Regions from separate parts of the Mus musculus genome. Here regions 1, 2 and 4 are each linked to region 3. The links are chromatin contacts, called in public HiChIP or PLAC-seq and promoter capture Hi-C maps. All regions are on one chromosome and are shown on one strand. The core of a region is the stretch at or near the end of the contact, and the rest is flanking DNA. Distances in the headings are between cores, read along the strand shown. Region 1 holds the start of Gas7 (growth arrest specific 7). Region 2 holds the start of Rabep1 (rabaptin, RAB GTPase binding effector protein 1). Region 3 holds the start of Vamp2 (vesicle-associated membrane protein 2). Region 4 holds the start of Arrb2 (arrestin, beta 2).

Region 1 (6,157 bases), core at 630-3,129, 1.5 Mb after region 3:
GAGTTTTGTCTTAATAGACCCTTCACTGTGAAAGCCACTTTCAAGGACCCAGAGCTGTCTGTCCTGAAACCTGTTTTCCCAGCTGGTATCCCGGGCTTCTGTCTCTGTTCCTGTCAATGTGTCACTAGAAGCCAGAGTCACACACCAGGCGGGTTCCAGTAGAGCCTGTCACCTAAGTAATAAGTATATCCACTTCACCACTATACCCTAGACACACAGTCCATTTCAACTTAGGCACACCCCAGCAATGGACCTGCACCTCCACGTGTCCCACATTGCTACAAGCTGGCCTTGAACCCTTCCTTGCTCTCAGGATACGAGTGTGCATGTTCTCTGCGGATCCTCCCTTCCTCCTCAGGGCTGATCAGGCCCAGCAGCATCTCCATAGCTTGCCGTAGTCCAATCTTGAGCATTCCTCACTTGGTTATAACATGATGGTCTAGCCTGTGGTCCTTCCAGCAGTAACTCTCCAAGGGTGGTCCTCTGAACCAGCATCACACGTGTCCTTTGGGAGATAACTAAAAATGTAGAATCCCAGTCTTGGCCCAGCACTACATCTGTGGGTCTAAGCCCCCCTGGACCATTCAGACACCGGTTTATTATTACAAAACTTCCGTATACATATTCTTGGGAGGTCAAGGGTCCCAGTTAGAGGATACTCTTGGGTAGCAAGCATTATTGTCTTCTCCTGGTCCCAGTTCAAGCTTCTGGGAAGGAATGTTCAAATCAGGGGTGCTTGGTGGCCTAGCAAGGTGGAGGAAGATTCCATGAAGGATCTGAGTAGCCTTGCCTTGTGAACTGGACCTCACAGCCACAGAGAACCTTAGCAGTGGGAAGGGGGATGCCATACAAAGCCTAGGCTAAAGGGCAGATCATAGGAAAGGCGACCATCCAGGCTCAGAGGTCAGCAAAACAAGGTTTTCTATCCCCACTATCTCAGAAAAGCTTCCACTGACAAACTGAGAGGAGGCATGTGCCAATCTGGAAACCGAGTTAGATGTCACTGCTGCCTAACTACCATCTGGGGAGCGGAGACACCCAAAGGCTCCCTTTACCTTCCCCTAATGCAGAGATTCACTGTTCTTCCCTAGATCTTGCACCTCAGAACTTTCCCGGTAAATCTGGGGCATGGGGGAGATGCCAGATGGGCAGGAAGAAGCCATGCTTTATATTTAGAAAAATATAATATATAATATATATAGAAAAAGAAGAATGGTACAAAGGTATAAATAAGTCCACAGTGGCTCTCTTCTCCATCACATGCCTTTAACTACCTGTCTCAGGTGAGCCTTCCCACTCCAAACACTCCTCTCCCATCTTTCCACACAACTCCTCACCCCACCCCACCCCCACCCATCGTTTACTCTCTGCCCATACCTCCTCTTTCTGCTCTTGTCTTGGGCACATATGCCCTCTTGGCACAGGGTCCACAGAACTTCCAGACTCACCAAGTACTATCCAATCTCACAGGGTCTTCAGAATCTCCTCTCTGCACTATGAAAGGCATTTTCACAACAGACAGAGAGGGTAGGTCAAGCATACTTCTGCAGGAGTGGTTCTTACCATGAGTGCTCAGCTGGTCCTTAAGGGCAGTTGCTATGGAAGAGATGCCAGGGCTGGTCTGAAGCCCCAGGCTCAGGACTGGGCTCCAGGCAACTTGTTCTGCATGGCACCTTCTGAGGAAAGTGTGGCTGAAGCAAGCAGCTGCCCCGGGGCCAGTGCGCTGAGCACCCTGGGGGATGTTCCTGTGGCTTTTCTCATCACTGACATCTCTGTTCTTTCACAAAGAACCCACTACATTGCACAGTTCCTCCCAAATCTGCTCCCGTGCCTGTTGGGAAATCAACAGCCCATGCAGGCCTTTCCAGATACAATTTCTAGAGGACTTCCCCTCCCACCCCCTTTCTCAGCCTAAAAAAAAATTGGCTTAGGTCAGAGCATACAATAGCCAAGCCTGTGTCACTGACCAGATGACTCCCACCCCAAGGCCTATGAACAAGGGCACCTTTGTCTACTGCATTTTAGACAGGACTCCCTGGGCCTGCCTTATCCCTGCTGGGAGAAGTTTCAGCCAACTTCTTCCCAAACCTAAGTCAGGGCTCTGGCTTGGGCCTGGCTCCAGCTGTGTGAATCCAAGGTCTGATAAAAGCCAGTATGAAAAGAGTGGAGAATTTCCAGAAAGAACGATTGTGTGAAACTAATCTCTGGCCTTGGCTTTCAATCTATGCTCACTATCTATCACCAAAGGCTGTAAGTAAAGACAGGGCTGGACCCAAGAGCAATGCTGTATCTACTACCAGTTATATAGGTTAGGTAGGGGCCTGGATCCCCAGTGAATCTGATGTCCTGTTTAAAAGCTTTCTGGAAGCTGGGGAGTCAGTTCTGTGGGGAGAATGTTTGTTGAGCTAGCATGAGAACCTAAATTCAGATCCCCAGAACACAAGAAAACCAGATATCCACAGTAGAATATGTCCATAACCACAGAGGTTTTAGGTAAGACAGAAGATAGGCAGGAAATCTGGAAGCTCCTGGAAGCTCGTGGGCCAGGTAGCCTGAGGTGTGGAAGGACAAACAAGAGATATCATCTCAAAGGAGGTGAAAGGCAAAGATTCGCAGCTGAGATAGGCATGCCATGACACACAGATGGCTGTGTTCACACATGCACACACACACATATGTGCACATACAGATGTACACACAGATAGACAAATAAACAAACAGAGGCCTTCTGGAGCCATTAAAGTTTTAGCACTCAGATTGTATATTTCTGTTTACTTTCTGTTACAAACTCTGGGATTTTAGCAACTGATTGCTTTTTGTGTGTGTGCTAGGACTCGAACTCAGGGCCTTCTGTATGCTAGATGAGCATTCTACCAAGAGGCTGCAGTCCCTGACTGGTTCTTTATATAGGATTATGTAAATCAGGTTACCACCCAGCAATGGAGTCAGTCCAGGGTCTCAGTGGTGCTGCTGTTACACTGCTCTGAGGTCTCAGACAAGGCAGGCAGGCTTCAGGTTTTTCCCAGAGGTTAAGTAGAGACACTTGAGTATCTTTCTAAATGGATGCGAAGGGAAAAATAAAACAGCACTTGGTGCAGTGAGGACACTGCGCACACTCGGTAAGAGCTGCTGCCGTGTTTTTATTCTCACAGTGGCTCAAAGTGTGGGAGACAGGCAGCTGTCCCCGAGCACAAGACAAAGTCTACATTTGATAACAAAAAGCAAATAAGCCGAGTGAAAAATCAGCACAGGTCATCCTTCCAAAGTTATAACATGGCCTGTAAGGAGACAAAAAGATGCTCAACATCATGGAAATATTAGGGAAATGCAAACCAAAACTACAGGAGTTATCACCTGCATCACTTGGGTTCTGGATACACACCCCAAAGAGTTGAAAGCAATGTTTTGAAGAGATATTTATACATTCTTATTCGTGACAAAAATAATCCAAGTGTCCCTTAATGGATAAATGTATAAACAACAACAAAATGTTGTTTAGGTCCTGGGGAGATGGTTTAGTGGTCAGTGTACCTGTTGTGCGATCATGTGGACCTGAGTTTGGGTTCCCAGCACTCATACGAAAAGCCAGGCATGGTCACGTATGTCTGTAACCTTAGTACTAGCGGGATGGGGGCATGAGGCAGAGGCAGGCAGAACCCCAAAGCCTGCTGGTTAGTCAGTCTAGCCAATCAGAGAGCTCTAGGTATAAGAGCCCATATCTCAAAAAATGTAAGGTAGAAAACAATTGAAGTAGACACTTATCATTGGCCTCTGGTCTACACACATGCACACATGCACCCCCCCACACACACACACAAACTTGAACACACACATACACAAGTTATGTAACAATAATAAATACAATGGAGTATTATTCTGTCTTTAACAAGGAAGGCACATTCTGCCATATGCTCCAACATTATGTTTATTTTACACTATGCTAATTGAATTAAACTCATCAAGATGGATACATTCTATGTGAGTCTTCTTAGATGATGTTCTTAGATCAGCCAAACTTGGAGACAAGAAGGAGACTGAAGAATGGAAAGTTACCTGGTGGTCCAGTTTTAATTCTGTAAGATGAAAAGATTGGCAGATGGATGGTGATGGTGACTGCATACAGCATAAATGCCTTTAATGTCACTAGACCCTACTCTTAAGCATGGTGACAGTGGGAGATTTTATGTTACCTATATCTGCCAACAATTTTTTAAAAAGGGGTTTGTGATGGGGACAAGTGGTTGGACTTAAGGGACCATGGGTCACTATTTCAGAAGATACACAGGTATAGCATCTCCAGCAAAGAAGTTATACACAGAGGAAAGCCAACCCCAGTCCCTTGGTGAGGGGAACTAGGAAGCCCAACTAGAAAATAAAGCTGAATGCATGGCTTATCTACAGCCTGCCCTCTGTGCAATCTGGAGAAACTGGAACATCACAGTCAATACCCAGTCAATGCCTGGCTTTCCTATGAAGGTCTGTAGCACAGACAAGAATGGCTGGCAATGGCCTCTGGTTTAAGCACGTCAGCTCTTAGCTTTCCATGTTGATGTGTCTCCATTCTCATCTCTCCTTCTCACCTACTGGTAGGACTTACCCTTCTCTTCTCAAGCCTGTGGCTGTGAGCAGCCTTGGCTGCTTGATAAACTCTCTTTCCTCTGTAATGCTGGGACTGCCATCAGCTGTAGTCATGGCCACTGATCTTTAACTCAGCACTCAGTCTGAGTAAGGTACCCTTGAAGGGATCATATATATCATGTGATTGACTATCTTAATAAATCAAAGGGAATTCTATTGCAATCTCTGACTAGAGGAAAAAACACCAGTTTTTAAGATGGAGTGAGAAGCAAGAGTGGGAAGAAGATAACTGTGCACAGCTATACACCTTGTGGGCAGTAGGAGCAAGGGCCAATGAAATAGGGAGGAGGGACTAAGAGCAGTGGCTCAGTTCCTAATGATAAAGAGGCAAGAAGGAGTGGGGAGCATAGATGAGGATGCAGAGAAGCCACAGGAGATGTGAGATCATCAGAGCTAGGAAACACAGACCCGAGCACAGTGATACACTACTGTAATCCCAACACTTGGAGGCTAAGGCAGGAGGATTGTTTCCAGGCCAGCCTGATCGATATAACAAACATTGTCTTGATGATGATGACGATGACGATGATGGTGATGGTGATGGTGATGGTGATGATGATAGCCCCACCCTGAGGATCCGAGTTTAGTCTTTGAGACACAATCTCAAGCAGAAAGAGACAACAGGCTCCAAGGGTTATCTGTTGACTTCCACAAGTGCCCATGCCTTTAGCAAACAAAACAAAACAATCCCAATACATATAATTTTAAAAACTGAACAAACTGAGGGACAACAAGAAAAACACCTGTGTCTGTCAAGTGGTTCAAACTGGCCACTCAGATAAGAGCTCTGTCTGGAAGCAGGGCCCCCACTGGCAGCAGTCCATCATGTCACCTCTGGGAAGTATAGGAGAGAGGGTTGGCTGGGAACTCAACCCCTTAGCTTTGTGGCACAAATGCATATAAAGGATTATAGTGATTCCCTGCTCTTGTAAGTAGGCCCCACCCTGTGCTGCTAAAGCAAAACGGCCTTTGGACCTGTACGGAAACACCTTTTCTAGTTCTTCAAGTATTGTGGAATCACAATAACCCCAGAAGCTTCCGATGTAACAGCTTGGCTCTGTGTGACACTGAGAAGCAGAAACATTCCCAAGCAACAGCCCGTCAGTGACCATACAGAATAATGGCTGCCACTGCAAATCCAATATGGCCACCAGCTCATGAACAGACACCTTTCTGGGCCTCTGTAAGGCAGGACACATGCTCTGACCTGGGCTAAGCAGATCACATTAGTCCTGAAGACTTTATCCTTCAGGGTTCTCCTCAGCTAATCTCTCAGGGTCTGACAGATTCTGCTGTGACGTGGTTATCTGTAACAGGGTAATGGAGTCTGTGTTTTGTCTGGGAAGTTGCTTGAGTTTTACTAATGGTCCTCTTCTCTTAAAGGTCGATGGTGAGAAATAAACTAATGAGCTCTTTCCATTTTGGCGTCTGCAACCATGGAGATGTCTACATTCAGGGCCACAGGTATAGAGGAGAGACAGCAGGCAACTCATGATTCAAAAGCAAAGGACTAGTGATC
Region 2 (6,709 bases), core at 3,691-6,190, 1.8 Mb before region 3:
AAGCACAGCCAGGCAGGGCGTCTAATGCCTGTAACCCAATATTCCAGAGGATAAAACAGGAAGTCATCATAAATTGGGGGCCAGCTGGACTAGAGTGGGACCCTGTCTCAATAATAAAAATAAAAACAGGAACTGGGGGCTAGTGAGATGGCTCAGTGGATAAGAGCACCCGACTGCTCTTCCGAAGGTCCGAAGTTCAAATCCCAGCAACCACATGGTGGCTCAAAACCACCCGTAATGAGATCTGACTCCCTCTTCCGGAGTATCTGAAGACAACTACAGTGTACTTATATATAATAAATAAATAAATAAATCTTTTTAAAAAAAAAAACAGGAACTGGAAAGATAGCTTTGCGGTTAAGAGCACTGATTGCTCTTGCACAGAACAGGATTCAATCCCTAGCACTCACAAGGTAACACATAACCATCTGTAATTCCAATCCCAGGGATTCAATCCCTTCTGGCCTCTGTGGGTAAAAGGGACTGACATATGTAGGCAAAATATGCATACACAAATAGTAAAAAAATGATTAAAATAATGAAAAACAAACAAATATCCCATGCATGCTACACACCTGATGGAACAGTAAGAATGAGGCAGAGATATATATAATACAAAAACAGACAGTATCTGTCTGATCTGGTAAACAAACCTGAGGGCCCTGGCATCAGAAGTTGTGTGTTTAACTCCTGACTCTCTAACTTACATGTTCAATTTCTCTGTGCTTCAGTTTCTTCATCTAGGAGCACTAAGTTACAATAACACCCACCTCACTAATGTGAAGATTTCTTGAGACAGTACTTGCAACAGTTATGGCATACCACACAGCCATATGACCATTTACACACATACATAATAATGATTAATAAAGTTTAAGTGAGATAAGAAAGTTGTAGGTCTGTGTATGTAATATGTATCTATTTCAGGGATTAAAAGTAACACGTCTGGGTAACTATGAATAAAAAGCAGAACAGAAATCTCAACTCTGAGAAATGGGGAGAATACACTTCTACTTTTTTTTTTTTTTTTTTTTTTTTTTTTGGTTTTTCAAGACAGGGTTTCTCTGTATAGCCCTGGCTGTCCTGGAACTCACTCTGTAGACCAGGCTGGCCTCAAATTCAGAAATCTGCCTGCCTCTACCACCCAAGTGCTGGGATTAAATTCATGCGCCACCATGCCCGGCCACACTTCTTCTTCTTCTTCTTTTTTTTTTTTTTTAAGATTTATTTATTATTATATCTAAGTACACTGTAGCTGTCTCCAGATGCACCAGAAGAGGGTGTCAGATCTCATTACGGATGGTTGTGAGCCACCATGTGGTTGCTGGGATTTGAACTCAGGACCTTTGGAAAAGCAGTCAGTGCTCTTAACCACTGAGCCATCTCTCCAGCCCCACACTTCTACTTCTTAAAATACCTTTTGTTCTACTATATTAAAGCATCAATGAAGTGCTGGAGAGATGGCTCAGCTGATAAAAGCACTGGCTGCTCTTCCAGAGGACACTCCCGTTCAATTCCCAGCCACAACCATCTGTAACTCTAGTCCCAGGGGAAGCAGATGCCCTCTTCTGGCTTCCAAGAGGACCAGACATGCACATGCTACACACACATATAAGCAAAAACATTCATGTACATAAAAATAAAGTAAAAGCATCAATAGGGGTGCTCTGCAATGTTTTGAAACTAGCATATATGATGAAATGTATAAATGAAGTTAAATATAGCTATACCATCAAATATTTATCATTTTCTTTATGGGAAAACATTCAAAATCCTTTTTTCGAACATAAAACTTTTGTTTAATTATTTATTTATGTATATTGCATGTTCTGTCTTCTTGTATGTCTGCATGACAGAGAGGGCATCACACCTAATTACAGAAGGTTGTGAACCACCATGTGGTTGCTGGGAATTGAACTAATGTCCTCTGGAAGAAGAGCCATTGCTCTTAACCACTGAACCATCTCTCCAGCCCCACATTCAATTTCTTATGGTGGGATTATACAAAAACAAAAGAAAAGGCCAGTGGCATCACTCAGCATGTAAACATGAGTGCTATTAAGCCCAATGAGTTCAATTCCCAGCGCCCACATGATGAAGCGAGAGGACCAACTCCCAAAGGTTGTCCTCTGACAGCCACACACATGCTCAAGGCATGTACACAAGCACACACAAATAAATGTCATTTTTAAAATTTTAATTTTAATGAAGTAAAATCAGGACAAATGCTTCTAAAATGTAGTTTAGCTTAAACTGAAATCTGAGAGTTTTTATACTTGTCTTTGAATTCTCAATGGAAAATAACTTAATTGGCATCCATCAAAGTGCTCCATTAAAACTAAAACCTTCAAAAATTATGAAATAAGAAAAAAAGGTTACATCTTGTCTTGCCAATTATACACAAAGCTCCTTTTTTTTTTTTTTTTTTTTTGATTTTTCAAGACAGGGTTTCTCTGTAGAGCCCTGGCTGTCCTGGAACTCACTTTGTAGACCAGGCTGGCCTCGAACTCAGAAATCCACCTGCCTCTGCCTCCCAAGTGCTGGGATTAAAGGCATGCGCCACCACTGCCCAACAAATCTACTCTTAATATGCCTTAATATCCTCATGAAAAAAACAAAGAAAATATGTCAAAAAGAAAAAAGATTCGGCACTGCTTCTGAAATGACGGGAAAGCGGACGAAGCAGTTATGTTTTACTGTTGGTCTGGTGCAAAGGAATTTTCCAATAATTTTGTTTTTTAACTCAGCAGGTCTAAAAAATTCAAGTGCGCTTCTAATTAAAGTTGTCAATATGAACTCAACTAAAGAGAACAATTAATTCCGCAAGATGAACTTGTAAGCAGACATTGGCACAAAGAACTCAAACATACCAAATTCTCTCCCCTTTCATGAACTGATAGATACCTTTGTCCATTTACATTAACGTATACTTAAAAATTTTACTTAATCTCATTCCATAGTCTTAAATTTTGAAAAATAGGAAGTAAACCTGCACTGAGAATAGCAAGAACATGAGATTCCTCAAAGCTAATGTTTTCCTCGCTTCTGCGAAGTGCTTAGTCACTTCTGCCTATTTGCAGGGAAGACCATTTCATATATTGAAAGAGGCAGGAAATTAAGAGTCCAGACTCATGTCACCTGAGTTGTCCATGGAAAGCAAAGGAAGGCAGCAGCCAGTTAAGCATACCTACCAGAAGTCAGAGCTTTCTCTGTATTCTGCCTCTGTCTGCAGTAACAAGGAGGGTTTGTAAAGTTTTCCTCCCTGACACCAAATACAAAAGGTGAGAGTTAAAAGAAGGTCCAAAAAACATCCCTGTTTCCTGACAGCCCACCAGAAACACCTCCCTTCTCTTTATTGGAATAGAAACATCGAGCAAGTTAAAGTCTAGGCTGGACATTACCCCTTAGGCAACTAACAAAACCCAAAACTAGAGGCTAACAATCTTTAGAGAACACTTCCCAGAGAGCAGCAAGAGTCTCAAAATCTGATAACATTGTTTCCAGTTCCCCTACCGCAAGAACAAACAGAGGTTTTCACAAAAGATCATTTCAAGAGACTACTCTTGGAAAAGGCCAAGAACCTCCTGAGCCAACCACCACATCCCAACATTCTACTTACAGGTAAAGATGCTAAGCACAAAAGCCAATTAGAAAAGTACACCTGAAAGAACTTTCCCAACTAGATACAGTAAGATCTTGCCAAGGACGGAGCACATTCTTTCCAAACATAACTCCCGGTTGACGACAACAACACCTGAAACAATGTGGTCAAAACTCTGGGGCAGAGCTCAGTCGGTTTAAAGGTCATAAAGGGTTCTAATAACCATCATGGCTTATTTAGAACAAGGCCCTTTTTTTCTTCCAATATGAGCATTATTAAGACAGTCTGTCCTGCACGTCTAAGTCTTGGCTACTCAGGAAACTGAGGCAGGATAGCTCAGGAGTTTCAGGTCATCATGGTCCACAAAGTGAGACCCCATCGCTTGAACGGTAGAGACGGAATGGAGAAGACGATTGACTCCTCGATTTCGGCCCACTCGAGCACCTTTTCATCCCTAACACTCTCGAAATAATACTAAACTATCCTTTTACAGATGAACGTTGCCATCTTTATCGCCTGGCCCAAGACTTGCCCATCTTTCTCGATAAAGAGACATGAATCAAGCGCTCTTCGTTCGTCAGAAACTGAGGCCCTAAGAGACTAAGATATGAGCCCGGCCTTACCATGAAGCAACACAACCACTCAAAAGAATGCTACCCAATGCTTAGGATCACAGTTACTTTTACAAGTCCGGTGCAAAGAGCGCTGGAGCGTGGCCTGAGGAGGCGGGAGCGGAGGTGGGGCGAGAGGGCACACGGCCACTACCAAGGCGAGGGCTCGCGTTTTCTTTAAGGAATATAGCACATGCTCTCCATTTCCATCCTCCCCACCCGAGGAACCCACGTGCTGATCCCACCGCACCTTCCTCTCCGCCGGCTCCCTCCCTGCAGCCTCCCCACGCCCTTCCCCGCGGCCGCCCGCGCGCGCCTCCCTCTCCCTCCCCAGCCCGGCTGCCCCAGCACGCGTCGCCCGCGCGCCCCCGCCTCCAGTCCGTGGGTCACCCCCGGGCCCGCGCGCGTGCCCTTCCTGCCCCCAAGGGCCCCCACGACGCTGCGCCGGGCAGGCCGCGCCCGCCATGGTGGGCGCCTCACCGTCAGGCTGGGGAGCCGGGCCCGGCTGCGCCATGGCCAGTGGGCGGCCTCGGAGAACGGGGATGGGCGGGGAAGCGGCGTCCCGGGATGCCGCGGGCTCAGCTGGCGGAGGAGGCGTCGACCGAGCCGCGGCCACCGCCGCCCAGGGAGGAACCGCTAAGGCTGGAGCCGCCGGCGCCGCCACAGCCTCGGGCAGAGACGGACCGGAGCGCCGACCTCCGCCTCCTCATCCTGACAGCGGGAAATAAGCAGTGCGCAGGCGCGGGGGGATGGGACGGCACGTGACGCTGGCCTAAGGGAGGGGCGGGGCCTCAGGAGGGAGGGAGACCAGGGAGGAGGGGTCCGGGGCCTGGGAGCCAGAGGGAGGCTGATGAGAGAGCTATGGGTGTTGGAGACTGGCGGCTGCAAAGACGAAGACTGTGCAAGCTCTTGGCTCCCAGGACACAGACAAAAATATCAAGCTGAGTGAGGAGACCCTGGGTGCACGCGAACCCAGCCGCTACTTTGCCTAGTTGTGTGTCCTTGAGAAAGTCCCTTAACCTCATAACCTTGAAAAGTAGAGCGGCTAAGAAAAGTTTAAATGAGGATATAAAGTAGGAAGAATTGTTATGGCCAGAACTTGGTCTGGTCCCCAGATGTGCAAGCCAATGCACTTTTTCCATTAAGCGACTATGTTTGACTTTAACGTGATCAGCCCAGAGAAGCTGTTGGAGATACAGCCAGACGCAGTGCTTGCATTCTTGACAGGAGAAAGTGCCACCCTTCTGCCTGGGCAAGAGAGCCATACGGAGACTCCAGACTTTCCTTTCCAGCCTCATTCAGACCTTGCTGCCTTCCTAGGGCAAGGGGTCTACACAGTCTGGCACTTCAGGACCAAGTCCACCTGCCTTCCTATGAGCCCAGAATTCCCTCCCTGGGTAGCTGAAGCTGTAGTCTCTCATTTTTCTATAAGACAGGGTGTAAACGTTTCTCAACGTGCCAGAGGGCAGCTGCATTTGGAGGAGGTGGCACAGCACTTACACATTTGAGCTGCTCTGTGTGTTCACAGATCCTTCGTGGTGCAAGACAGGTGAGGAAAGAAGGAAGACAAGCAACAGACCAGGAGCCCAGCCAGGGCTTACGCTCCTCTCACCAGCTTATTCAAGTGCACATACCCCCAAAGGCCAGGGATCTATGCTAGTCTTTTTTTCTCCCTCCTGCAGTCCTGGGGATTTAACCTTAAGCATAGTAGGCAAGCACTCCACTACTCAGCTATAGCAATAGTTCTTGTTCTGTTTTTTTAATTTTGAAACACCCTCTCCCTAAATGGCCCAGGTTAGCCTTGAGTCTGCAATCCTGCTTCATCCTCCTGAGAAGCTGAGATTTCAGGGTTGGACCACTACTAGGTCCTACTTTTTCTTTTTCTTTCTTTCTTTCTTTCTTTCTTTCTTTCTTTTTCTTCTTCATTTATTCTGATTCTAAAAGTTCTAAGCTCAAGTCTGCTCCAGAGTCACTGCAGATGCCTACATTCAAACCATAATAGTCATTAATGGTTTGACTTTAGTCAAAGTAGAAGACTAGGCTCTAGTAAGGTTCACAGTTCTTTGGAATGGTTTATAATTTTAAATAGGTAGTCATCTGTTTGTACTTTTGCCTGAGGTCCCACTAAGATGAAGGGGGGTTATATTTAGACTTTTAAGCAATTAACATCTCCTGGTATGCCTTTGACAGAACAAATGAAGCCTGTTTCCACCCTCCCCCTGGTTTCTAACCTTCCTGAGTGAGCAAATCCTCGCTCAGCAGGGAGACCTTTGGCCCCAGTAGGGCCACTCAGTAATCATCTGTCCTGTTGCAATGACTGAATAGGAAGCAGGAGCCATAAAGATAGCAGATGGCGATGTCCTCCACAGATGGGACTCCTTCCACTGACTGTATACCGTACTTATTGCCATTGGTAATCAGGATTGCAACCCGGTCCTCAAGACCAAGGTCACTCAGAAATGATCACACATCTGGTAGGGACTCTCAGAGGCCCCTA
Region 3 (6,818 bases), core at 937-3,436:
GGGGTGGGGGAGAGGCCCTTCTTAGGCAGGGCAGACTCCTCAGGGATTTAAGTGCTGAAGTAAACTGTGGAGAGAGGGCAAGAGGAGGACGAGGGAGAGGGGGAGAAAGGAGGACGAGGAGAGGGGGAGAAAGAGAAAGAAAGCAGTGTGTCAGGCCTGGCCCTGTTCCAAGCCTCCCCACTCCCCCACTGGCTGACATCCCTTCCCTCTCAGCCTCAGTTTCTTCAAAGGGACTTGGCAAGTGGGTATTGAGGTCCCTTAAACTCCACGGCTGGACAAAGGGGCATAAAACCTTTAATGCACTGGGTATGTGACGGTAGCTTTCAAACAGTGGAGTAAGTGGTATCCTGGTGGTTGGTGTTCGAGACCTCACCCTTTCCTGTCTCCTACTCCCGTTTTAGAATCCCCAGATGGAGCTTTTAGGCTCAAAGGGTTCCTAGACGAACACCAGGACCCCACCCGGTATTCCTAGTCCCAAAATCTTAACCGGATTGACCCATAACCAGGGAAAGCAGGGCTATACAACACTCAAGTTTTGGGCTCTAAATGAGTCAGAACTGCCAATAGCAGCAAAGTGTGTTTTGGTTGCAGAGTAAAAACTAGGTTAGTGACCTTCAAAGCCCAGGCTCCCCAGGGAAAGCCTCTACCTCCCCAGGGGAGGGGCCCTGGCCTCTGGCCCCACTCACCGATGATGATGATGAGGATGATGGCGCAGATCACTCCCAAGATGATCATCATCTAAGAGTGAGAGGGAGGTGAATGACACAGTGACACCCTACTTCCCCACTGCCCCTCCCAACCTGTCCCCATCTCCTCCCCTTTACCTTGAGGTTTTTCCACCAGTATTTGCGCTTGAGCTTGGCTGCACTTGTTTCAAACTGGGAGGCCCCTGCCTGGAGGGCATCTGCACGGTCATCCAGCTCCGACAACTTCTGGTCCCGCTCCAGGACCTTGTCCACATTCACCCTCATGATGTCCACCACCTGAGGGAGGGGTCCACGAGGCAGGGGGGTGTGCCAAGGCATGCCTCAAGGAGGGCACTTCTTGAACATGTGCCCATCGTGGCACAAGTGGAACATGCACCCCGATGTTTCCAGGCTAACATGCCAAGGACATACACAGAACATGCCTAGCACACCTAGGGGACATGCAAGGAGCACACATCAGGGTCATGCCGCTACCATAGCGCTCAGATGTCTCAGCAACACCCTCTATCTATAGGGCCTGGATCCGCCTATCACCAGAGCACACCTGCCCCAGCTGGCACACCCCAGGCTAGCTCAACTGATTCATCCTGCAGCCCTTCCAAGTGCATGCTAACAGGGAGACAGAAAGGGGATGAGGCAGGTCTCCGACCAAACCCACAAGCATAAACTGTCTTTACCTTCAACCCAAGATGGGCTCCCACACCTATTTGCCAGCCCATCATCTTGCATCTTTGACATACATAGACATAGACACAGACACAGACACACACACACACTCACCTCATCCACCTGGGCCTGGGTCTGCTGCAGTCTCCTGTTACTAGTAAGGTTTGGAGGAGGTGCAGGGGGGCCACCCTCGCCGGCCGGGGCGGCAGGCGGGACGGTGGCAGCGGTAGCCGACCTAAGGAAGAGAAACGGATTAAGACTCGAGGCCTGAAGCCTCTGGCCCTACGGCCGGGGCTCCACCCATCCACCTGTCCATCCACAGTCCCTCCAGTCCTCTCTTGCGCGAGAAGGCCACCCGATGGGAGACAGTCACTCTAAGGTTGAGCTGCGTGACCTTGAGAGACCCTCCTCATGCCTCAATTTCCCCTCTGGTTAAATGAGGGCGACCTCGTAGATGCTGCCCGGGGTCGACCCGAAATGACTGACGGCCATAGTGACAGGGGCGGGGCGGAGGGTGGACGCTGGGTCTGCTCCCTCCGGCAGCCATCGCCCGTGCCAGACCGCCAGGGACCCGGTTCCCGGCATCCGCCCGCAGTCATGGGCACCAGCCTGGCCCGCGGCGGGACCCCCGTGTTTCCCGGTCCACTCCTTGGGGTGGCGGCCCGCAAGGGGCAGAACATCCGCGGGTGGCGAGTGGCAGGCGGCTGACTTACATGGCGGGGGTAGCGGGCAGTGGACTTGGCAGAGGCAGTGACGGCGACGGCGGCGGCGGCGGCTCGCGCTGGCTCCGACTGGCGCTGGCTACCCGGGACTGGAAGATGGCGGCCGCACGTCACCCGCATCCGGGTACTGCGGCGTGGGCGGGGCGCGGCAGGCGACACGTCGCAAGCGGACCGCGGGGGCGGGGCGCTGCAGGGCCGGGGGTCGCCTAGTTGGGTCTGGCTGTGGGGCCAGCTCGCCAACCCACTGCCGCCCCCAAGGCACCTGCCTCTTTTGGCACCCACAACCGAAATCCATACAGCCCCACCCCCCAATACATCCTCCCTTATCTTTGAAGAGGATACACCGGTCCTTATGCCATATAGCCCAACGTCTCATCCTACGACCTGGTCCCAACACCTGGTCTATGGGTTGAGGGTGAAAAAATGAGAAGCGACCAAGGCAGGCGCCAGAGCAATACTGATAACTGGAATTCTGACGCTGGAGTGGAGGGGAATCGTGAGGACTAATCTCACCCATCACCCTGCAAGTGAATGTCTCAAGGGAGGACTGAGGCTTCTGATTTCCTAGCTGGGTCAGGGCAAAAGGAGTAACAGAAGCATACACACACACACACACACACACACACACACACACACAGAGAGAGAGAGAGAGAGAGAGAGAGAGAGAGAGAGAGAGAGAGAGAGAGAAACTGCCCATCCTTACAGATGAAGTTCTCACCAGGTGTACTACTTGGCAGGTAAAGCCCAAGCAGGCCCCAAAAAGATTAGACAAGCTAGAGACTCCAGGAAGGGCCCAGACTGTCTGGTGATACCACAGGCTGGATCCCGTCTGGGGTCAACTGCCCCCCTCAGCTTTGACTCTAGCATAGAGCCTGGGCTGAAAAGAGACAGTAGACAAGGGTGGCACCTGAAGTACTTTGGTTATAGGCACAACTTTACATGTGGACTAATCCCACACACGTGACCTTGACAGAACCAGCTGCCTCTCCCTGCACCTTAAACACTAAGCATATCATGTATGGAGACACTCAATATTTGTCAAATGGCTTGATCTAGATAACACAATAGGATATTCTCTTAGGCCTGGTCCATTCCTGATTGCTCCATTTTAAGTACACTAAACAGCCAAGGCAGCTGTACACACTCCCATCCTGCATCTAGGGAGAGAAAGAACCGGGGAGCAGCTGTCTATTTAGTAAGCCTCCAGGGTGAAGGAGGCATTTTAGGGGAGGACCTACTGATGTGGGAGTACTCATTACATCCCTGAGAGAGCCTTATTCTCAGAGACAGGCAGGGTCTGGCTTTCCTCCTCCTCCCACTCCCGGGCTTCCCAGGGCCTCCTGTGCTGCAGTGCCCAACCCCCTCCCAGCAGAAGCCCCAGGACAAGTTCTGTCATCTGAGGTGTGAGTTCCCAGCTGTCTGGGGGAGGTGAAAGAGCAGGGGAGGGCGTACTGGGTGCAGAATTCGCTCTGGGCTGCCTCCAGCTTCCAGGAGCAACCATTAGCCTGGTCTTTGTGAGGCTGGGCTCCTGAAAAAGAGGAGTTTTGGTGGTGGTGGAAGGGGCTGTTCAGATCAGCTGTGAGGCTCTTGTTTGCTGTCCCTGAGACCACTCTACTTTTCAATCAGAGAACAAAGATGCTCAGCTACATCATTTCACGTTCAAATCCCCTAGTGTCTGGATAGGAAACATCATGGAGAGTGGGGAACGAGAAACTGTGAGCAGACAACCCCCCCCCCACACACACACACACGCAACACACACAACACACACACACACACACCTGGCCCAACACCCCTGCACCCCTGCAGGTAAGATCACAGACCCTGATTTAGGGATACCCATGTTGCCTAGCCAAACACAGAGGATATGGGAGGGACAGAGTTCCAGACAAATTTGGAGAGGTTGGGCCTTGGCACATTGCTGGGAAAGTTGTTCTTCCTGGTGGATTCTGGGAACAGCAACGGCAGAATGAAAATGAAGGCGTGGTGTAAAGGGTGGGAAGGACCCAGTAGGATTCATCTTAGAAAGAGGACTGTCACTGCACGGCACAGCACAGCACAGCTCAGCACAGCCCACCTCGGTGGTGGTGTTAAGAAAGTCTAAGTTTAGATCAGTGCTGGAGGAGGGAGGAGACTGCAGTGGGATGACCGTGTTCACCTGGAAATGTGTAAGAGAATGTTTTACACAGGCAGGTAGAACGGAGACTCAGAATAGATTTGTGCTGGAGAAAACACAGTATTTGCACAATGTGATGCTTTCCACGGTTGCAGGGAATTGGTGGTGAACTCTCTAGGCCCAGTTCCTGACGCTCTTTTTAGGCTTAGTGGTGCCTGATCCTAATCCCTGCGCGTGGAAGATGAAGGCAGGACAATCCAGAGTTTAAGATCAGCCTGCTAAAGGAGACACTGTCTCAAAACAAGCCAAAGCCAAAGCCCGGAGGACTAATGAATGGGTCAGCAGTTAAGAATATGACTGTTCTTCCAGAAAACCCTGGTCCATTTTCCAGCACCCACATGGCAGCTCGAAGCCATCTGTAGCTCCAGTCCTGGGGGATCTCACCCCCTCTAGGCCCACGGGACTCCAAGGGTACTGGACTCCGCTGTGCCTAGGTATATGTGTACACAAAAATCATATACTCATAAAAATAGATAATTAACAACAAAAGAGAGTTAACACAAAGAACGCAGAAATATGCAGGAGGAAGGGCCCGAGGCTGCTTCTAAGACCCTCCTTCAGGGGTCTGAGGTCAGCATACAGAGTTCCCAGGACTCCTGGTTTAGAACCTGGGTTGGGGTGGGGCGGGGCCAGTGGAGGGGGCGGGGCTGGATCATTCCCTCCCACAGTAACTCCTGAGTTCATTCCATCCTCAGGAGTATGAACTCAGGAGTCAAACCCTGCCAGAGCAGTCATTAATTTCTGGGACTTTGTTTGTCCCATAAACATGGCTCTCATCAACGTCCTGCTGTCATGTGCTATGCCCTTAGGGTGTTAGAAGCAGGCGACATTGATACATTTGGGCTAAGCTTAAAGCAGTGCTTTGATGGGTTCGTTTTTTGATTTTCATTTGTTTCACTTGTTAATTTTTTAAAATATTTTTAAAAAATTTACTTATTATATGTAAGTACACTGTAGCTGTCCTCAGAAACCCCAGAAGAGGGCATCAGATCTCATTACCGATGGTTGTGAGCCACCATGTGGTTGCTGGGATTTGAACTCAGAACCTTTGGAAGAGCAGTCAGTGCTCTTAACCGCTGAGCAGTTCTCCAGCCCAACTTTTCTTGTTTATTTTTTTGTTTTGTTTTTTGTTTTGTGTTTTGTTTTTCACATTTAGGAAGGTTTGGTTCTTGTGCTTATGTTTGCAGTGTTGAGGATAGAAATCAGGGCCTTGTGCATTTTAAACAAAGCTCTACCACAGAATGTCGCTCCCCAGACCTAATGCTATTTCTTTGCCTACTCTTTTTTATAGTAAAGGATAACATAAAAGTCACATCTTGGGGCTGGAGCAGTGGCGCCTGCTGCTCTTCCAGAGGAGGTTGGTTCCCAGCTGCCACATCAGTTATGCCACAACCACCTGTAACTCTGCTAGCACATACATATGCAGATAAATAAATAATAAAAGTCATATCTTGTTTGTTTTAAAAATTGCATTTATGCCGGACGTGGTGGCGCATGCCTTTAATCCCAGCACTCGGGAGGCAGAGGAAGACAGATCTCTGAGTTTGAGGCCAGCCTGGTCTACAGAGTGAGTTCCAGGACAGCCAGGATTACACAGAGAAACTTGGGGAAAAGGAAATGCATTTATTTATTGGGGTATCACACATGGCCATCATGGATAGCTGGTAGGAGGCTTTTCTTTCTTCCCACTGTGTCAGAGAAGACCAAATGCAGGTTGTCAAGCTTGGCAGCAAGCAGGTCCTGATGAGTTATCTCACTGGGCTCTTACACGCATTCACGCGACCGGCCAGGAAGAACGCAGCAAACCAGAATCTTCTGTGGCAAAACTTTATTGCTTACATCTTCAGGAGCAAGAGTGCAAGAGCTCTATTGCTTACATCTTTAGGAGCCAGAGCGCAAGAGCGCAAGAGTGCAAGAGCAAAAGCAAGAGCGCAAGAGCGCAAGAGTGCAAGAGCAAAAGCAAGAGCGCAAGAGCGCAAGAGCGCAAGAGCTTTATTGCTTACATCTTCAGGAGCAAGAAGCAAGAGCGCAAGAGTGCAAGAGCAAAAGCAAGAGCGCAAGAGCGCAAGAGCTTTATTGCTTACATCTTTAGGAGCCAGAGCGCAAGAGAACAAGAGCTCTATTGCTTACATCTTTAGGAGCCAGAGCGCAAGAGCGCTAGAGTGCAAGAGCCAGAGCAAGAGAGAGAATGGTGAAACCCCGTCCCTTTTTAAGGAGAATTATCCTCCACCTAGGACGTGTCACTCCCTGATTGGCTGCAGTCCATCGGCCGAGTTGTCGTCACGGGGAAGGCAGAGCACATGGGGTGGAGAACTACCCTTGGCACATGCGCAGATTATTTATTTACCACTTAGAACACAGGATGTCAGCGCCATCTTGTAACGGCGAATGTGAGGGCGGCTCCCCACACTGGGCCATTTCTTTGTGGAGACAAGGTCTCATTGTCTAGTTCAGGCTGGTCCCTGAATGCTGGGATTACAAGCCTAGGTCACGGCACCTGGTTGTTTTAAGTGGTATCTGCTTCCTCTGCACGGTTTCCCCTACCCA
Region 4 (6,059 bases), core at 1,908-4,407, 1.3 Mb before region 3:
CCCAGCCCTGTGGCTTCTTCAGACTGCGGCAAGGGGCTTAAGGAGGGAAGGAAGTCAGTCTGCTTTTAGCTGTCACAGGAAGTGGGGAGCAAAGGCTTGGGGATCATCGAGGGCTTTGATCGGGCCCAGGGAGGATCAAAGGGTAAGCATCGAGGGGGACTCACCTTGCAGTTAGGGCTCGACTTCTTGAAGACCCTAACAAAACAGAAAGGAAGACCCCACTGCCTCCCTTAGGCTGGGCAAGGACCACCACACCAGGACTTATCCCTCCCCAGCCTGAGAAGGGAATTCAGCCTGGATCCCTGCCCTACCCTTCCCACTGCTTTTTTATAAAGTCCCAGTATTTCCCACATGGCAGCCCCTCGAAGCCAACTGTCAGGGCGAGCGAGCCTTTGCTCCTTTGCTGTTCGATGCTACATAACTCACTCCTCCTCTTACAATAATGGCCACTAGCTACCCCAGGAACTACCCAGGCTCTCCTCCCCAGGGGACCCTCTCCAAAACTGAGAGCGAACTGGATGGATACACACTGTCTGGGTCACACCTAACACCCCTCCCCACCCCCCTTTTTTGACCTTGGCCTTCGTATGTAACTCTGGCTAGCGTGGATCTTGACATATAGACCAGGCTGGCCCCAACTCAGATCCATTTGTCCCTGCCTCCTTGGTGCGAGGATGAAAGGCACAAACCATCACACTCAGATAATCTTTTCAACTGACCTCTAGCTTCAGGGACCCATACAGTGACTCCCGGAGCAGAGCCTAGTCTCTGCCCCTCAGATGGTTTTTGCCCAAGTCTGACTATTTCGTGAACCTCCAACAGCCTCGCAGCTTAAAAAAAAATCCACTGTGGTCCCAACACAGCAGCATCCTATGGCAAAGATGGTGATGCGGCTAACATGGTACAGGGGGGCTGCTCTGTTCCAACTGCATCTATTGCTCTTATAGCCCAATGGCTGAGACTGAAACATCCCTGTTTTACATCGAACAAGAATTCTGTCAAAGGTCACAGAGAATGTACAGGGTGGGACTCGGATATAAACTTAAGGAAGGTACCTTGGCTTCAAGACCCTGTTCTCAACCACTACATAGTGGCGGCGCTTGCCTGTCACAGTTTGTCAAGTCAAAGGGGATTTTTTTACACGGGTACTGCAACAACCTAAGCCTAGACTCCACCCGCTGCTGGGAGCATTAGTAGGAAACTGTCTAGTGACCCCAGGGCTCTGGCTACTCGGTGGCTTATTCTTCCAAGTGTCATTCTGCCCCCTGTGAGGCATGCTGCCCCAGGGGCAATTCCTGGGAAAGGACCCCAGGTAACACACTGAATAATGCCCCGTGTTCCATCCTCCCTTCAAGCACCATGTAAATGTCTGCTCAGAAAACCACTTGTCTCTTCCTCCCCAAAAGCCAAGCTGTCCATACATCACAGGGTCATACTTAGGGTCATATGGCATATACATAGGGCGCCCCTACGTATCCCCAAGTAATAAGGCACATTGGGACATGGTGGCAGTTAGAACAATCACTCTAATTTCTGTCCCAATTAGGGCTGACAGCTCAGACATCACCTAGGCTGGCTAGCTCTTCTACCTCTGGTTTCTTCCTGCCCTGTATTTTCCCCCAATGGGAGCCCTGACAGAGCCTGTGACAGCCATAACCAGTGTGTCTCAGGCAATTGCCCTGGGGTAACTACAGAGCATCTGCTCTCTACATCTTCCCCAGCCACCTCTTGCCTGGTTAGGGAGCGGGCAGTGGGCACATACTGAGGCTGGCCAAGGAGGCAGAGTAAGGGAATGACCAGGGAGGTACCCAGCTTGGGGGGGGGGGTGCAGCTAAAGCAGATGCCTCTTAGCACTTCCTGCCATTCTCTCCATTTCCTGTGGCCCAGAATTTGATGAGATGGTAGGGAATTATGCCAAGTCAGCAGTCTTTCTCTGGACCATCTACCCCCTCCCTGAAGTACACAACGGAAATTTGGGGGCCTCCCCCCAAGTAAGTGACTTCCCCTTTCTCTGGGGTGTTTAACCTCAAATCCAGGAGGTCAGTCTTCCCTGTGGACATCTCTCTCAGATATTGGTCTTCTTAATGCTGAGATGCCTACTTTCTCATACTCTAAGGGCAGTGGGAGTGGTGGGGTTGATCCCATGTTTTGCAGAAGTCACTGCTCATAATCAGGCCCTTATTCTTGGTCCTCTCCGGCTTGAGGCACATAGCCCCTACCTATTCTTTAGCTCTTGCTCCTTTGGAACTCAAGCATTCACCCCATGTCCTCTTGGGGGTGTTGGGTCACAACAGGAAGTGGATTTTGCTATAGACCAAAAAAGAGAACTCTGGTATCAGTGGAAGGAAGGAGCTTCGATTGCACAGAGAACATCCGGGGAGAGGATGTGTGTCCAGGGGAGATACTACCTCTCCCCTCCACCCCCAGGAGAGGAATACAGTCCAATTTCAGCGAGGGTCCCTACACACTCTTCTCTCTCAAGAAGAAGCTGTTGCTCCTAGCAACCTAGAAGGCAGAAGTTTGGTAGCAGAGCTATCGGGCCCTTGGGACAGGTGGGAGCAATCAGACTGTGGGGTATTGGGCAGGAGGCTTTCCATTGGTTGGGCACGAGTCTAGGGGAATCCCTTCCCAGCATCCAGTCTCCCAGCACACAACCCCTCGGGGCCGGCCACCTGCTCCTCCTTCCTCCGCCCTTGCATCACAGCCTGCACAGAGAACCCAGTAGTCCGACTCCTACATCTCTGCGAGAACCCAGGCGTGGGTTTCCCGATCCCCATCAGGTCTTGCTTTTTGCAGGAGCCCTAGCACGCACGCTCCACTCCAATATCTCAAGGACCAAGGCTTGCGGCCCCGGACCGCTACCCTCTAGGGACCCAGGCGTCCGGCCCCGGGGTTTCTTCCCCGGTGTCCTTGTCTGTGGATCAACCTGGCACACCCCACGAGCAGCCGCCCATGCCCCGCGGCACGGCCCCACCTCCCTTACCTGGTCCCGGGTTTTTCTCCCATGGTGCGCGCGCGCTCGCCGCCCTCCGCCCGCCGGGTTCGCGGCTCGCTCGCAGCCTCCTCGCCTGCTGCCAGGTCCCCGCTCCTCCCCGCGCCACTGCGCACGCGCGTCCTCACTCTTTCTCCTCCTTCCCCTCCCCTCGCGGTCTGGGTCTCGGGGAGCCGGGGCCAGCTGCGTCAGCCGGATCCCGCGCGCCGCGGCGCAGCCCGCCCTCCTCGAGCTGGCTCCGCCCCACGCCTCCGCCCTCCGTTTCCCTCGGGGAAGCCTCCCCGCGCCGTCCCTACTCCCGATCTCCCCGCCCCTCCTCAAGCTTTTAGAACTAGATTGGGCCCCTTTAAAAGCAGGCGGCCGCCTTCGAGGAGATTAGAAGCAGCTGATTGGCCGTTGGTATCCGTAGCCCTGCAGGGATACCTCCCCTTTGTTTGCTTTCACTGTAGTGGAGGAGGGACGGGATCGAGGGGGCGGTGGGAATGAGCTCAAGTGCTGTCTAGTTCTGAGGGCCAAGGGCTGCCCACGTGGATGCACCGTATCAGTTGCGTGATGATGCTTGCTTTGGGACGCGCTGCTCATCCCTGAGCTTGCAGCCTCGTTTGGCCTGCCTTTCCCGCGTTCTTGTGGTCTTCAGCTCCCCCTGGTGTATCGTCTTTGATTTTTTTTTTTTTTTTTTTTTTTTTTTTTTTTTTTGTGCAGGGTCAAACATTAAAACATTTTTCAGACCTTGTCATCTCGACTGTCTATCCTAGCTATCATTCACCCACTCCATCCATCTCTTATTTTCTTCATCCTTCCCTCCCTCTCCATTTCGTGTTAGTCATTGTGCCAAGCCATCGGGACCAAACATGAATTATCATGGCCTAACTTTCCTGGGATCTTTGAGACATAGGAACAGGTATTATATTATGCTCCCAGGAATGCTATAATAGAGGTATGACTCAGAACATCAAGCAACTAAAAGCCCAAAAGCCTTTGCTTGGCCAGCGTGGGGGAGGAGGGAGTGCAGTCACTCACTCCATTGGATGGGAAATTTGAGGACAGACATTCTGAAGGATGGGCAGAAGTGGGGAAAGGACATTCTTTATAGACGAGTGCTTGTGGGTTAGATGGCAGGAGGCAGAGAGCTGCAGACTGTGGAAGGAAGAGACTGCGGAAGGCTTTGTATAGCAGGTGAAAGAAAGAGCCTGAGGATCTGTAGTGTTTATCTAATTTAATGTAATGTAATTTTCTGCTAAGGCCTCACGCATGCTTGGTAAGGACTCACCACTAAGCTCTGTCTTTAATCGCAGCCCAGCAATGATTTGATTGGATTTTGTTTTTCACCAGAGGAATGTCGAGATGGGATTTCTCTTTTCCGGTAACACAGAGCATAGCAAGACCGCTAGAAGATAAGCTAGTCAAGGGAAAACGATGAACAGGGAGTGGAGGGGGAACAGAGGGGCCATATTAGAGGTTCGTTGCTGGGGCAACATTGACTGGGTTTGGCAGAGGGTGAAAAGGGTGACTGACAGAGACAGGTTTTTCTCCTCTTCGGTCTCTTCCTTCTACTCTTACCCATTTCCCCTCAGTGGAATACCTTCATGCCTCTCTCTCCACTTTTCTCCATTTGAAAAACAATGTACACGAGAAAAAAAAATCTCAGATCATCTTTAATTTTTAAACATAGACCTTGTTTAACACCTGCTTACCCCTCCCCCGTTCTATTGTCACATTTTAAGTCTGCTCTTTCATTGTTACAATGTGTTACACTTTATGTGTCTGAGTGCTAGCCTGCATGTAAGCATGGTCATCACCATTTGTGTGCACAGTGCCTATGGAGGTATCAGATCCCCTGGAACTAGAGTTACAGGCAGTTATAAACCTCCACGTGGGTGCTAGAAAGTGAACCCAGATCCTCTGTGAGAACAAAAAGTGCTCTTAACCACTGAGCCATCTCTTCAGCCCCAATATGATTCTTTGAGACAAGGTCTCACTCTATAGCCCTGGGTGGCCTGGAACTCACAGGGGTCCCCCTGCCTCTGCCTCCTGAAGCAACACAGTCAGCTTAAATGTACTCGAGTTCTTAACAGTAAGCTTTTTGACTCATGAATTTATTCAGATTTGACCCTTGCTAAAGATCATGTTCAGAGGTAAGGCAGTCTATAGCTAAAGTGGAATTTGGGGGCAAGGGTCGTAGTTTAGTTGTCAGGGTGCTCGCCTAGCAATCATAAAACCCTTGTGGGAAGCTAGAGAGATGGCTCAGTGATTAAGAGCACTGAATACTCTTCCAGAGGAGCCGGATTCAATTCCTAGTACCCACAGCTCACAGCTGTCTGTAACTCCAACATCTGACACCCTCACCCAGACACACACGCAGGGGAAACACCAGTGCACATAAAATTAAAAATAAAAACAAAAACCTCATATTGGATCTCTGGCAAAACTGGGTGTGGTGGTGAGTGGGGGATCAAAAAGCCAAGGTCATACTCAGCCACATATCAAGTTTGAATTAGTTTGGGCTAATTGAGACTTTGTCTCAAACACACACACACACCAACAAAATATAATCAACAACAATATCAATAAAATAATGAGCTTTTGTCTACAGCAAGGAGAAAGACAATGGTCAGTACAGCATGAAATCTGTATAGCTTAGTGGGTAAATGCACTTAATGTCAACTCTAATGACCTGCTTGCGTTCAATCCCCAGGATTTACACGGTGGAAGGAGAGACCCAATCCCTATTCCCCACCCCCACCCTCACACACAAGTTGGTCTCTGACAGCCACACAGCCACACAAATGCCATGGCTTGAAGGCCCCTGTTACACAAACACACAATTAATACAAGTGCTACTTAAAAAATAAAGTTCAGGGAATGATGCCATCCATGGTGGAAGAGTCTTCACACCTCAATCAACCTAATACAACTATTCTTGCATAGGCAGACAATAGAAGATATGATTGTAGATCACTTCTCAGATGAGTAGATCTCATCAAATTGACAACTGAGATTAACCACCATATTGTTGTTGTTGTTGACTGTCCTGGAACTCACCCTGTAGACCAGGCTGGCCTTGAAC

What was found. Promoter capture Hi-C pulls out the DNA fragments that hold promoters and counts their contacts. HiChIP or PLAC-seq counts read pairs in DNA pulled down with a chosen protein or histone mark.
Region 1: a contact with region 3 is called in a promoter capture Hi-C map of pre-B cells, with 3 times the contacts expected there. The contact joins the promoter of Gas7 here to the promoter of Vamp2 in region 3.
Region 2: a promoter capture Hi-C map of neural stem cells shows a contact between it and region 3. The contact joins the promoter of Rabep1 here to the promoter of Vamp2 in region 3. A contact is called at or near these places in 2 of 39 promoter capture datasets (liver and neural stem cells).
Region 4: an H3K27ac HiChIP or PLAC-seq map of thymic regulatory T cells shows a contact between it and region 3, with 7 times the contacts expected there. The contact joins the promoter of Arrb2 here to the promoter of Vamp2 in region 3. A contact is called at or near these places in 2 of 39 promoter capture datasets (liver and neutrophils) and 3 of 115 datasets of contacts at active chromatin or transcription factors (microglia, pancreatic cancer cells and thymic regulatory T cells).

What each region holds. Positions count from the first base shown.
Region 1 is chr11:67,582,222-67,588,378 of GRCm38.p6, reverse strand. Gas7 (growth arrest specific 7) reads right to left here and starts at 1,879. Exons shown (of 14, transcript NM_001109657.3): 1 at 1,564-1,879. The coding sequence starts at 1,566.
Region 2 is chr11:70,842,992-70,849,700 of GRCm38.p6, reverse strand. Rabep1 (rabaptin, RAB GTPase binding effector protein 1) reads right to left here and starts at 4,940. Exons shown (of 18, transcript NM_019400.3): 1 at 4,693-4,940. The coding sequence starts at 4,726.
Region 3 is chr11:69,083,896-69,090,713 of GRCm38.p6, reverse strand. It overlaps Vamp2 (vesicle-associated membrane protein 2), which reads right to left and starts at 2,186. Exons shown (of 5, transcript NM_009497.3): 1 at 2,087-2,186; 2 at 1,488-1,608; 3 at 825-983; 4 at 687-738; 5 at 1-64. The coding sequence starts at 2,088. The coding sequence ends at 48.
Region 4 is chr11:70,429,678-70,435,736 of GRCm38.p6, reverse strand. Arrb2 (arrestin, beta 2) reads right to left here and starts at 3,157. Exons shown (of 15, transcript NM_145429.5): 1 at 2,984-3,157; 2 at 165-195. The coding sequence starts at 3,006.